Regions from separate parts of the Hordeum vulgare genome. Here region 2 is linked to region 1. Evidence: chromatin contacts called from public Hi-C data. All regions are on one chromosome and are shown on one strand. Each heading gives the region's core, a stretch centred on a gene start, on an enhancer-like site or on the middle of the called end of the contact. The rest is flanking DNA. Distances are from core to core; before and after follow the strand shown. Region 1 holds the start of LOC123404273 (pentatricopeptide repeat-containing protein At1g73400, mitochondrial-like). Region 2 has its middle 95 kb from the start of LOC123402589.

What was found. Hi-C and Micro-C count contacts between places; a contact is called where the count stands out from the background.
Region 2: a Hi-C map of seedling shows a contact between it and region 1, with 3 times the contacts expected there. The contact joins the enhancer-like site here to the promoter of LOC123404273 in region 1. A contact is called at or near these places in 2 of 6 Hi-C or Micro-C datasets (leaf and seedling) and 1 of 1 datasets of contacts at active chromatin or transcription factors (embryo).

The regions. Positions count from the first base shown.
Region 1 is chr6H:513,943,342-513,949,546 of MorexV3_pseudomolecules_assembly, reverse strand. It overlaps LOC123404273 (pentatricopeptide repeat-containing protein At1g73400, mitochondrial-like), which reads left to right and starts at 3,225. Exons shown (of 3, transcript XM_045098201.1): 1 at 3,225-5,007. The coding sequence starts at 3,284. The coding sequence ends at 4,960.
Region 2 is chr6H:514,166,723-514,172,933 of MorexV3_pseudomolecules_assembly, reverse strand. No RefSeq gene overlaps it. Among protein-coding and RNA genes, the nearest start is that of LOC123402589, 95 kb to the left of the region's middle. Within about 2 kb of position 2,398, at least 3 of the 3 cell types and tissues checked have open chromatin away from gene starts, as enhancers often do. A contact at or near this core is called in leaf and seedling, where this site is marked.

The DNA of each region.
Region 1 (6,205 bases), core at 1,976-4,475:
TATCTGTACCATTAATGCATATGATAATAAGTTTGTTTTGCATAGAAAACAATTAGATAGTATATGCATATATTGCATACAAATCTATTGACATAAATTTACCATGGGCACTTTCGGCAAGGGTGGAAAGGAAGATGAACAATGGCATGGGGTGGGGCTTCCTGTTAAGGAGTTGTTCGGCAACACACTAGCTTCATGGAAATTAAGGATATGAGGATCATCTATACCCCAGCTCCGTGATTTTTCACTTCAGCTCCGCCAGCTCCAAGAGCTGACTTGCAGAGCAGTTGGAAGCCGAACACGCCCTAAATAGAGGATGTGATATGTGTATGGGTTTGTGGGAGGTTCGTCTCGCACCATGCTTATTAGGGTTAGGGGGTGTGCGATTTGTTTCTTTTGTTGCAACGCACGGGTGTATGTGGAATCAACTTCATGTTATACAATTCTAGAACAGAAGGAGGAAGCGAGAAGAAATGAAGCAAGATAAACGGTGAAACGTGTGGGATGCCATGTTGAATAGATCGTCATTATGTGGTCTACGAATTTGGATGTAATTTTTATTATTTTTTATGTTCGTTGTACTACCATTTTTGAAGATGCATAGATCAGATATTTTTCTGCAAAAAAATAGAGGACGAGGACGAGTCTGTGTGGTAGGGGGCAATGGGAAAGGATGTGCTTCTTCCGTTGCAACGCATGGACCCATGTCCTATAAAAAGCAGGTATAAAAATGTGTGTGTTTTATAGCATCTTTAGCAGATCCCGCATTTCCGCGAAAGCTATAAAATAACCGCCGTTTTGCCGTTTCGGGCCGAAAATGCACGCAGACCAGATCCCGCAAACGTGACCGGTCTGCAAAACAATTTGAGGTGCGCGATAGTTTTCCCCCGCGGAACTGACAAAATCGTGTTTTGCGCGGTTGACCCGGCGGCGACCTCTATTCTAGATCGATTTGGCGGGAGGGACATTTCACCGTGGCAGTTCACCTTTCCTCTTCCCCCGCCGCTGAGGATCTTCACCTCCCCACTCCGACCAAGCTCCCGACAGCCCTCCAACGCGGCCATGGACGCCCCCGACCCCGCGCTCGTCACCGTGGAAGTAGAGGTAGCCAAATCAATGGCGAGCAGAGCCGCGGTGGATCTCCCCGCCGACCATCTCTGGGCCGCACCGGGAGGCTCCTCCAACGTCGTTCCTCGCAAGTGCCTCATCAAGATCATCGTGCAGGGAGGCGCGCCCGTTGCCGGCACCAAGGGGGCCGGTCGCCCTAAAGGTCGCCCTCCCGCTCGGTATAGGGACGCCGGCAATATTGGCGAAACCGAGGCGACGGAGGCAGTGAAGAAGAAGGTCATGCTCAAACGCAAGCCGACGCCTCCGGCCAACAAGGCCCCCGCGAATTCTACGCCTGCCACCGTCGTCGTCCCACCGGTGTTCGACGGAATGCCCGAAAGGTACGTCCAACCAAATTGTGTCTTCTTCTTTGCCGCCGTTGGGGTTTTCGCTCAAGAATTCGCCGTCTCTTTTCTAGGTCCGAGTACGCGGCTATCCTCGAGGAATACACGGTGTACATTGAGGATGCACCGCTTGGGGACTATGGATACAATGACATGGACGACGGGGTACACGGTGGCGGCGAAGAAGAGGAGGAGGAGCTGTAGGAGATTGGAGGGGAGGTCTTCGAGGCATCGCAATCCACGGCAGGGTATAGCAAGAGGAAGAAGGTCTATACCCAATTGGAGGATGAAGCGTTGATCCGGGCTTGGGAGGTTGTATCACTCGATGCCATCCACGGCGCCGACCAAACCGGGAAGAGGTATTGGCAAAGGATAGAAGACAAGTTCTTCCGGTTGATGCCAAACAATGTCGACAGAACACCACGCACCTATAGATCACTCCAAGGTCGTTGGGATGTGATCAAGCTGGCAGTTAGCCGGTGGTGTGGATGTTTGGAGCAAGTCTACAATGCTCCTCCAAGTGGAACCAATGAAGCCGATTGGGTGAGTGTTTTATCTGCAACCATCATATTGTTTGCAAATGATAGTGCTTTGACATAGTTCCTTTGGTTGTAGGAGAAAATTGCAGCCGCAAGGTATAGAGACATGCCGGCATCCAAGGGCAAGCCCTTTGCATTTGAGCATTATTGGGCGATGCTTAAAAATCGTGAGAAATGGAAGGTGAGGGACAAAGAAGCACCGCCGAAGAAAGGTGCCTTCACCTTGTTGGATGATGAGGATGATGATGAAGAAGAGAGGAACAAGGGTAGGCCGGATGGCACCAAGAAGGCCAACGACAATATGAGGAAGGATTTGGAGGCATCAAGTTTGAGAGAGAAGATAGACCATATGGTGAAGTTAAATGAGTTGATGGTCACCATGACTATTGAAGCAAAAAAAAGAGTTGGCAATGAAGAGGTCTCAAGAGAAAGAGGAGAAGTGGCACCAAATCAAGGAGAGCAAGTTGCGAAGGCGGCCATTCAGGACAAAAGAGCCCAAGATGAGGAAATCAAAGCTCTTTCCAAGCTCATTGCCGAGGAGAACAAGATCATATGACCATAAACCGCAATGAGATGGATGAGATAACCTTGGAGTGGCATGATTTGATGAGAAAGGGGATCTTGGAGCGAAGGAGGATGGCTGCCATCGGTGGTGGTGGTGGTGGTGGTGGTGCTTGATGGTTCTTCATCATGCTTTCGCCACTTTAATGTGGTTCTTTTGATGCAAAAATGATCTACTCGTTGTTTGGGTGCTTAAAACTATATCATTTGCTATTTGTATGTGAGAACTATGTTGAATTTCCAAACTCTTCATATTAATTGTCAATTTTCTTTATTTGTGCAATTCTGTTTTTTTGGTTTGAAGATCCACTTTTGGCTGTGGCAGAACAGACACCGCATTGCCGAACAGCAAAACAGAAATATATTCTGTTTTACAGTTCGGCAACGCGGTGTCTGTTGTGCCGCAGCCAAAAGTGAACCAGCAAATCCGTTTTTCACGTCCCGCATCACGGGTTTGCAGGCTGGCGGAACGCTGTGTGTGCTAGAGATGCTCTTAGGGGAGGAAAAATGTGTGAAATGAGTCCATTTCCATTACGCTCGGCCCGCTTAGACTAGATAGCCTCTCTGGGCCACAATGTTAGGCCTACAATCCCCGTGGCAGGCCGCCGCAGCCACCGATGTTAGACTCTTGTAAGAAACAAGCACACCCTCCGCGCCGCCTGTCGCCTTGCCGCCGTGTCCGTTTCAGCCTCCGAATCCCCCATCCCCCGTTGCCTCGCGTTCCAAAGCCACATGATATCCCCCAACCTCCCCCTCCGGCTCCGCCACCTCCGCCGCCTTCTCGCCGCCGCGCACTTGTCCTCCCCCGCCGCCGCATACTACTCGCGCGCATATTCCCCGCCGTTAAACCGAGCTCAGGCCCCGCTCCCGCCCCCGCCTCCGCCCTCGCCGCGCCATCTCCCGGACCTCCCAGCGCGGCGGTTCTCCTCCGGGCACGTCCTCCTCCCCACCAACCTCCAGGAGGAGCACGTCGCGTCTCTGTCCGACAGGATCTACGACGCGCTGACAGAGACAGAGGAGGGCTCCAACGAGGGCACGGAGGCCGCCCTCGACGCGCTGGGCGCCGAGCTGACCACCCCGCTCGTGGCGGACGTGATGCACCGCCTGCGCTACGAGGAGAAGCTGGCCTTCCGCTTCTTCGCCTGGGCCTCCCAGCAGGACAACTACGAGCACGAGCACCGGACGTACAACGACATGATCGACATCCTCTCCGGCACGAGGTACAAGTCCCGCCAGTTCGGCGTCCTCTGCGACGTGCTCGACCACATGAAGCGCCACGGCACCAGGTCGGTGCCCGTCGAGGACCTTCTGGGCATCCTGCGCGCCTACACCGAGAAGCACCTCACCAACCTCAGGAAGCTGGCCAAGAAGCGGCGGGTGCGGATGCGCACGCCGCCGGAGACCGACGCGCTCAACATCCTCCTGGACGCGTTCTGCAAATGCGGGATGGTCAGGGAGGCGGAGACGGTGTTTGGTCGCGTGAGGAAGAAGCTGCAGGGAAATGCCGAGACGTACAGCATCCTGTTCTTTGGGTGGTGCCGCGCCAGGGACCCCAAGAAGGCCATGAAGGTGCTCGAGGAAATGATTCAGATGAAGCACACCCCAGAGAACTTCACGTACATTGCTGCTATTGACTCGTTCTGCAGCGCTGGTTTGATCTCGGAGGCAAGAGAGTTGTTTGAGTTCATGAGGACCGAGGGATCGAAGATATCCTCGCCCACTGCTAAGGTATATGCTATTATGATTGTTGCGCTAGCGAAAGCTGATCGGATGGACGAGTGCTTTGAGCTGATTTCAGATATGATTAAACGAGGCTGCATGCCTGATGTATCAACATTTAAAGATTTGATTGAAGGCATGTGCTTGGTGGATAAACTTGATGCTGCTTACTGCATTCTGGAGGAGATGGGGAAGGCTGGGTTTCCTCCTGACATTGTCACTTACAATTGCTTTCTTGAGGTGCTTTGTAGTCTTCAGAAGGCTGATGATGCGCTCAAACTCTGCGAGAGGATGATAGAAGCACACTGTGAGCCCAGTGTTCATACTTACAATATGCTGATGGTGATGTTTTTTGCGACGAGAGAGCCACACAGGGCACTCGATATTTGGATTGAAATGGACAAGAGAGGATGTCGGCGTGCTGTTGATACCTATGAAATAATGATTGATGGCCTGTTTGATTGCGGAAGAACGGAAGATGCGACCACTCTTCTAGATGAAGTAATAAACCATGACATGAAACTGTCGTACAAGAAGTTTGATTCTATCATGCTGCAATTATCAGCTGTTGGCAACCTTGGCGCAATACATCGGCTGTCAGAGCATATGAGAAAATTTTACAATGTCGCAATGTCAAGACGTTTTTCGATCACACAGAAGAAGAAGAGCATTGGTATTAGAAGGAGATGAGTTCTGCAAGACTAATTGTTAGCACGAATGTCAAGAGCTTATATGAGGTAAACACTTCCCTGGTTTTACTGCCAAGTGCCAGTCGCCAACTATTAGTTGCCGTATTAGACATGTGCTGCATTACAGTTTTGGTCATGCCTACTTTTCTCTGAGCGAAGACCTAAGTTACATATGGAATGCTAATCACATGGACATCGTTTTACCAAATGGTAGCTAATAGTGAGACAATAATACTCTAATGTGTAGTTGTAATATTTCAAACTTAAACTTTAGAATCTCAATGGTTGCTACAACAATAGATTAGTAGTGGCAGGCAATCATCTTTTTGGTGGCTAACACTTCTGTTTTGTATATTGTTTCAATGGAATTTCTCTCATATATCTTAGCACTTGTTGGCTACCCACCCCTTTTCTACAAATCAGTTTGCTGCCTGACATAAATTCAGTTTAACCTATGCAACAATATATTGTAGATGGACCAGTCTAAATGACAAAGCAGCATGTTTCAGTTGACTAAAGTTTTCTCTTTATATCGTACCTTACCCCACTACAAAAACCAGTTCACTGACTGACAGAAATGCAGAGAAACCTACGTGGCAGTAGAGATATACTAATACTAATGGCTGGTTTTTCTCGCTATATTAATCTAAACATGCTATGATGTAAATACTCTGGAACCTGGACCAATTTTTTATTTTACCTAAGGAAATATGAAAAATCCCTTGCTTGTTTGCTTCTATTAAATTAAACACTTTCTGTTGTAAAGCCCTGAGGTTTTCTTTTACTTGACCAAAATGAATTGGCTGAATGGAAACTTAGTTTAAAACTTAATGTTTGTGTTATGTAAGTAGCCAGCTAAATCCAATCTACTGCCCTTTGTTGTTTTTCCCATTCCAGCATATTGTTGGTCTCTTCAGGCAAAAAAGTGATGTCCTTTTCTTTTGTTGCAGAAATCACAAGAATATATTGATTAATGATAATACGCTAACTGTCACCGAGTAAAGTTAAAGAAATACCTATTCTTAAAAAGCGTGCATACTTGAGGGCAGAGAAAACTTAATAACATGAATTTATGGACATGTACCACTAGTGGTTTGTTTAGAATGCCTATTTTACCAAGCTAATGTAGGACAAGATGGCTAGTTGTTGCAGGTTTGAGCAGATATAACTAACCGTAGCCTATCATCGCCATCCTGGCTGTAAGCAGTAGGGAGATGAGAACTTGAATCTTAACAGTGATGATCTA
Region 2 (6,211 bases), core at 1,149-3,648, 220 kb before region 1:
GGAAAATTTCAAACGTGTTAAGCATTTTTCGTATACGTGCTGATTTTTTGAAAAGGATACATAACTTTTTTTAAACTATACAAGCATCTCTATTTACATTGTATAATCAGTTTTTTTAAATGTCACAAACACTTTTTTCATAACTGTGCACATTTTTAAAATGTAAGGTACTTTTTTAATGGTACGCAACATATTTTTGATATTACATAATTTTTTTAACTTTATATATTTTTTCAAAATATCATGTACATATTTTGAAATGCGTGAGCATTTTTCGAAATGGCACATAAAGTCCCTTAAATGAAACAAAGATTTCCCACAAATTGAGTGAACATAGTTTTACACTACATGAACATTTTTTAAATGTACGATGAATAATTGAAAAACTAGCTATTTTTTTTCATAATATGTCTATTTAGTTTTTTTTAAATAAGCAAAGGTAATATAAAAATAAGACGTGTGTGACGTCAACTCGACAATGCCACCTTGCTACTAAGCCAGCCCACTACCGGCTACCTGTAGACGAGCTCGGCTTGAGATCAACTAGTTAGCGAGCGCTCCTCCGGTAGCCTCACAGCAAGCACTCCCACGTGCCACCACTTGACATGTTCTTAGCTGTCGTCACGTGTCGTGCTCTAAATGCTTCATTCGAATTTATTTATTTATTATTATTCTTTTGGATGTGTTTTTGGCTTTTTGGATTGGTTTTTCAGTTTCTTTTTCGGTTTTTCACAGGTCTTTCTTAGTTTTTTGATAAAAAATGTTAACTTTTGTTTGCGCGGAAAAACACGTTTTCTGTGTTTTTTCACGAGAGGCGCGGTTTTGCTTTCGCGAGAAGTATGGTTTTGCCTTCGCGAGAGGCACGGCCGTGTCTTTCGGAAACGAAAAAAGACGTATTTTTTGTTTATTTTCGTGAAAGGCACGGTTTTGCTTCCGAAAAGGGGAAAAACTTATTATTGGTTTTTTTTCATGAGTGACACGGTTTTGCTTCGGCGGGAGACATGGTTTTGCCTTCCTGAGAGGCACCGAGAGACACGTTTGTGCCTCTCGAAAAGGAAAATATCCGGGGTTTTTTGTAAGAGGCACGATTTTGCTTCCGTAAAAGGCACGGTTTTGTTTTCGCGAGAGGCACGGCTATGCGTTTCGAAAAGGAAAAGAAAATGCATTTTTTTGTTTTTTTATGAGAGATATGGTTTTGCTTCCGCTGGAGGCACGGTTCTACCTTCGTGAGGGCACGCTCGTGCCTCTCGGAAAGGAAAACACGTTTTTTCACGAGAGGCGCGGTTTTGCTTTCGCGAGAGGCACGATTTTACCTTCGTAGGAGGCACGGCCGTGCCTCTCGGAAAGGAAAAAGACGCGAAGAAATGTGTTTTCTGTTTTTTTCCTATCGCGAGAGGAACGGTTTTTTAGGTCCTGTTTTTTAGTAATAAAAAAGTTTATCGAGATCTATCAACATGGTATCTAGTTTTGAAGACCTTGATGCGAGAAATTCAATGATGAAAACGGTTCGAAATTTGAACGCACGGTTTAGGAGATAAAATATTTTAAAAAAAATTACGAAAAAGGAAAAACTTTCATGTTTCAACAAATGACACGCAAGCAATGCGTCACTTATGACAACCTGAGAAAATGAAAGTAATGTTTGAACGATGTACTCTTCAATTAGTGATTTAGGTTCGGCTTCCGTCTTTCTAAAGGCTAGGCATAGAGTGAAGACCAGAGTTCGGCCTGACAGTCGCCCACGGCATTTGTTATGCTGCTAAATCTTCAGAGATGAGATTTAAGAGATGGAACAATGTAACAAACATTTTATTTTTACTTTTTGACAGCATAACGCAGCAACGGTTAGGAGTAAGGGACTGCATAAACCATGATCGCACACTACACCAGGACAGTCATATAGGGGCCTGCTTGGCTGCTGACGCCAACTCTGCCACTGCAAGTCAAATATGTTGGTGACCCATGTGCTCGCAATGCCAAGCAGTAGCTACACGTGACCATTCCCTAGATCCTCATACTAACCGGTACTTTAGTTAGCAGACACTGTGAATTCCTCAGTGGTTTGGAGAACTCTGCGATCAGTTCAGTTGCCTACCCACGGCAATAATATGGTCAGTCCACCAGAGGTACCTCCACCAGAGAGCTCCAAGCCTCCAACGATACTATCTAGCTAGCGTGAGGACCAAACACCGAGTGCCCACCCACATGATAACCAGCATCTCGTGGCGCTGCAGCTTGAATGGCGAACAGTTGCCCGCGTCTCCTTTGCCAGCTGAATCGGCTCTCACTTTTCCCTTCGTACGACACTGTTGCGGGAGCCCGACCGGCAGAATGCACGGCGCGGCACTCTGCACAATGTGACTATATTCCCCTCCTGAACCTGAATGGCCCGCGGCACGTACCGCAGTACAGCTCATGTGCAGGGACAGGGACATGCGCTGGTTGCTGGCAGCAAAGCACCCCTGGCAGGTCTTGGTGCCACACACACAGCAGACGATGATGGCCTGTTCGTTTGGTCCAGGTAAACAGTGGAATAGAGGCAGGTGGATGCCATGCCAACGCTGGAGAATAGAGTCGGGTTCTCTATCAGCAAAATGGAAAAATTGAAAAAAAAAGTACTTTACAAACTAAACCGCGTTTGAAAAAAAATTGATCCGTCTGACCCTTTTTTATACGTCTTTATCTTAAACGCCACACTACACTGTGTGACACCTGATATTATGTTGTGTGGTTCTTGAGACCTAGGCAAAGGCGAAGGCCGATCGACTATGAGCGGCTCTCTCGCCTCCCCCGCCCCGGAGCAGGCTGCCGCCGCAACCTCCACGGCGACCTCTGCGCAGCCCCCCACCTCCGCAACCTCCCTGGCGGCCCCCGCGCTGCGGATCACGGATGAGGCATCGGGGAGGGTGCTGCCCTGCATCGCCCTCCAGGAGGGGGCTGCGGATCCGCTCGCAGGTTTCGTGGATCTGACCTCGGGGCGCGTCCTCCCATGTGTGGCATTGATGGCCATGGAGGAATCGCCGGTTGCTGCGGTAAGTGCCCCCCTTCCTCTCCTAGGCGGTCACCTTCCTTGCAGCCAACCTTGCCAGAGCCTCTCCGCCTCTCTCGGGCGGATCTGGCCAGCACTTCAAGACCCAGCCTCTGCCCGACCTTGATGGCAACGAAAATGAGGGAGCCTGTCCGCGGGCAGCCGAGCGCGGGGGCGTCTTCAAGGCGAGTGCCCCCTCCCCATTCCGGGACAGATCTACCCGGCTCGTCCAAGCCTAGGCTGCGCTCCATCATCGTGGCGCCCGAGAAGCCCCTGACCGATGGGCAGGCACGAGCGGATGCGCCTTCAAGACCAGGGCACTGCGGCTCGCCTGCCACGCCCGGCCATGCCACTGCTTGGAAGCTTGTGCAGTCTCGGCGTGGCCGGCAATTGGCTACGCGCCAGGAGGATCCCTCCCCGCCTCTGTCAAAGGATCACGCTCGCTTCGCTCTCTCTCCCGTGGAAGCATTCAAGACAAGATTTGGAAATCGTTGCTTCAGATGCCTTGCCTCTAGGCACAGATCCTTCCAGTGCCGAGACCCACAAATTTGCTACACTTGCAAGAGGACGGGTCATTTGGAGCGCCAGTGCCCAGCTCGCCGTCCCAAAGGCTCAGCTCCGCTGCTGCCTCCTGCCACTCCTGCTTCACCTTCGAGGCCCCAAGAGCCTACTCCACCGCCACAGCCTGGTGGTTCTCTGGGATCTCCCTCCTACGCCGGCGTCGTCGCTTCTGCGGACTCTCACTCCGTTCCTGAGGCGAAGATGGCTGGTGGGAATATCCCGGGTGCGGCGCACCGCAAGCCGGCCACTTCGACCTGCTCGGTGGTCAGTACACCGGAGATGGAGGATGAGGCGTACCGCTTGCGCACCACGGCGCTGCTGCTCACCGCCGTGGGTCCGTGCTCGGGCATTACCGCGGACATGGTGGCCGAAGCTGTTGAGCTCGGGTAGGGGTTCCCGCGAAGGGACATCTGCGTCGCCCCTGCTTCCCGGAAGATTTCCTGCTTGTCCTGTGGGAGTGCCACCAGCGCGACCTGGTTTTCGAGCGGCGACAGCTGGTGGTTGCCGGAGTGAAGCTGCTGCTCAGGCCCTGGTTCCCGCCTCCGGGTGGGAATAGGGTGTGGAGATTCTACTACAGGGTTGCAATTGAAGGGCTGCCCCTGAATGCCTGGTCCTGGGACAATGTTCAAGAAGTGATTGGCAAGAAGTGCAGGCTCGATCTCATCGAGCGGCAATCAACCACCAAGACCAACGTCCCGTCCCTCTTCGCCTGGTTATTGGCCTGGGACCCGGACCTGATCCCTAGGGCGTCTGACTTCAACGTCATCAGTCGTCCTGACGTTGCTCGCCCGAGAAGATCACTGCCAGAAGGCACGCCCTCGGAACAAGGCAGAGAGGGTCCTCACTTCCTGGTTCTTATCCACCTTGATGTGGTAAAAGACTACACACCGGTGGAGGAAGAGGATTTGGAGTGGCCTAGGATCTATGAGCACAAAGAATGGAAGATGGGCACCAAGGATGGTGAGCGCAGGGCACGTGATGCCGTTTCAGAAGGTCATGCCCCCACCTTATGCCGCAACGATGATGAAGCAGATGACGGATACAATGGTGGCACCAGGTGAAGGGGCAAACGCAGTGGCGCGCGCGATGGGTTCTGGCAGGGCATGCGGGACAGGGAAAACTGCAGGGATGCCGCGGCGCGCGCACCGGCCCCAAGAAGATACAGGCGCCATGTTGATACTGCGGTTTTGAAGGCCCCTGTCATCGACACTCCCGCGGCGATGCAGCAGCTGCCAGCCACCGCCACGGTTCCACCCACAGTGGTCCAACCCCCTGCTGCTACTGAGGAGCCATCTGCAGTGCATCAGCAGATAGAACAGCCCGAAGAAATCGGCACTAAGGCTTTGCAAACAGCTCAGGCAGTTCGATCAATGGACTGCGCACTGCATTGCGAACCTGAGGACAACATGAGTGATGCACTCAGTGTGACAAATGGCCTGGCTGATCAAGATGATCATGTCGTATCGCCAGGTTCTGTCCGCTCTAACCACCAGCAGGCGAGACAGGATATGCAAGAGGAAGGCAACAATGCCCAGTGGTCGACTCCTCATGAGCTACTGCCGTTATACTCGCCACCAAGATCACCGTAGACCCAATATGGCAGTATACCAGGTTGGAACGGCCTATTCGACGGTGGGGCACCTAATTTCAGCAACATGCCCAACCCTGAGAAGCGAGGCTACGATCTGCCACCGCTGCCGCCTTCGCTAGAGTCCATGCTATGGGAATGGCCGGTCCTGCAACAACGTGTGTCGACGCTGGGTTGGTCGAAGCCCGCCCAGTGTGAAACTCCATGTTGGCTGCCAGGGGGAGCCCTAGGCCTATTCCATGCACCGCATGCCCAGCTCTCTTGGGTGACGGGGCCAGAGGTGGTTTTCGGCCCTGGTGTGGCTAACTGCAGTTTTCAGATCACAGGCCCCCACATACAATCTGAGGAAGAAGTGCGCGCGAGACGGGCACTTGCGGAGGCCAATCTTTCTGGCACTGGTCTGGTCAATGCTATCACCCAGAGGGTCGCCTCGCTCCAGATTGACGACCAAAGGGCATTCATCGGCAAGATTGCATCTTTGCTGTCGGCATCCATCCTCCCCACGCCACCGCAGGCCACCTCAGCCCGTCACAAACTGAAGAAGAAGATGATGGGTGCAGTCAAAGCTCCAAGGCAGAGTGCGCGCCTCTCGCGCATGCAGTCCAACTTCTCCTCCTCAAGGAGGTCGCGGGCTGCCATCTGTGTCCAGTTGGGTTTTATCAAGCGGGAAGCTGATTTCAACGACAGCACGCTTCTAGCATACCTGAACTTCTTCCGCGAGCCAATGCCTATGGAGAATGTCGCAAAGCTGGTGCATATTGCTGGGCTATCATCTCCTTCCCAGCTTCACCTCCCGGAAGCTGAGCTGCAAGCCATCCTCGACGAGCTCCCGGTCCGAGTCGTCTGATGCCTATGCCAAGGCCGGACCTATGTTGCTTCTTCAGTTCTTATGATTAGCTATCCTCTTATTTGTCGAACCATGTCGTTGGCTGCACGCCTTTGCTGCGCCGGGTGCCCTGAACCTGGTTACGTTATGCTGTTATCGCTGTTGGCTGCGCACAGTTGCCGCGCCTTATGTCTAGTCCAGGAAAGAT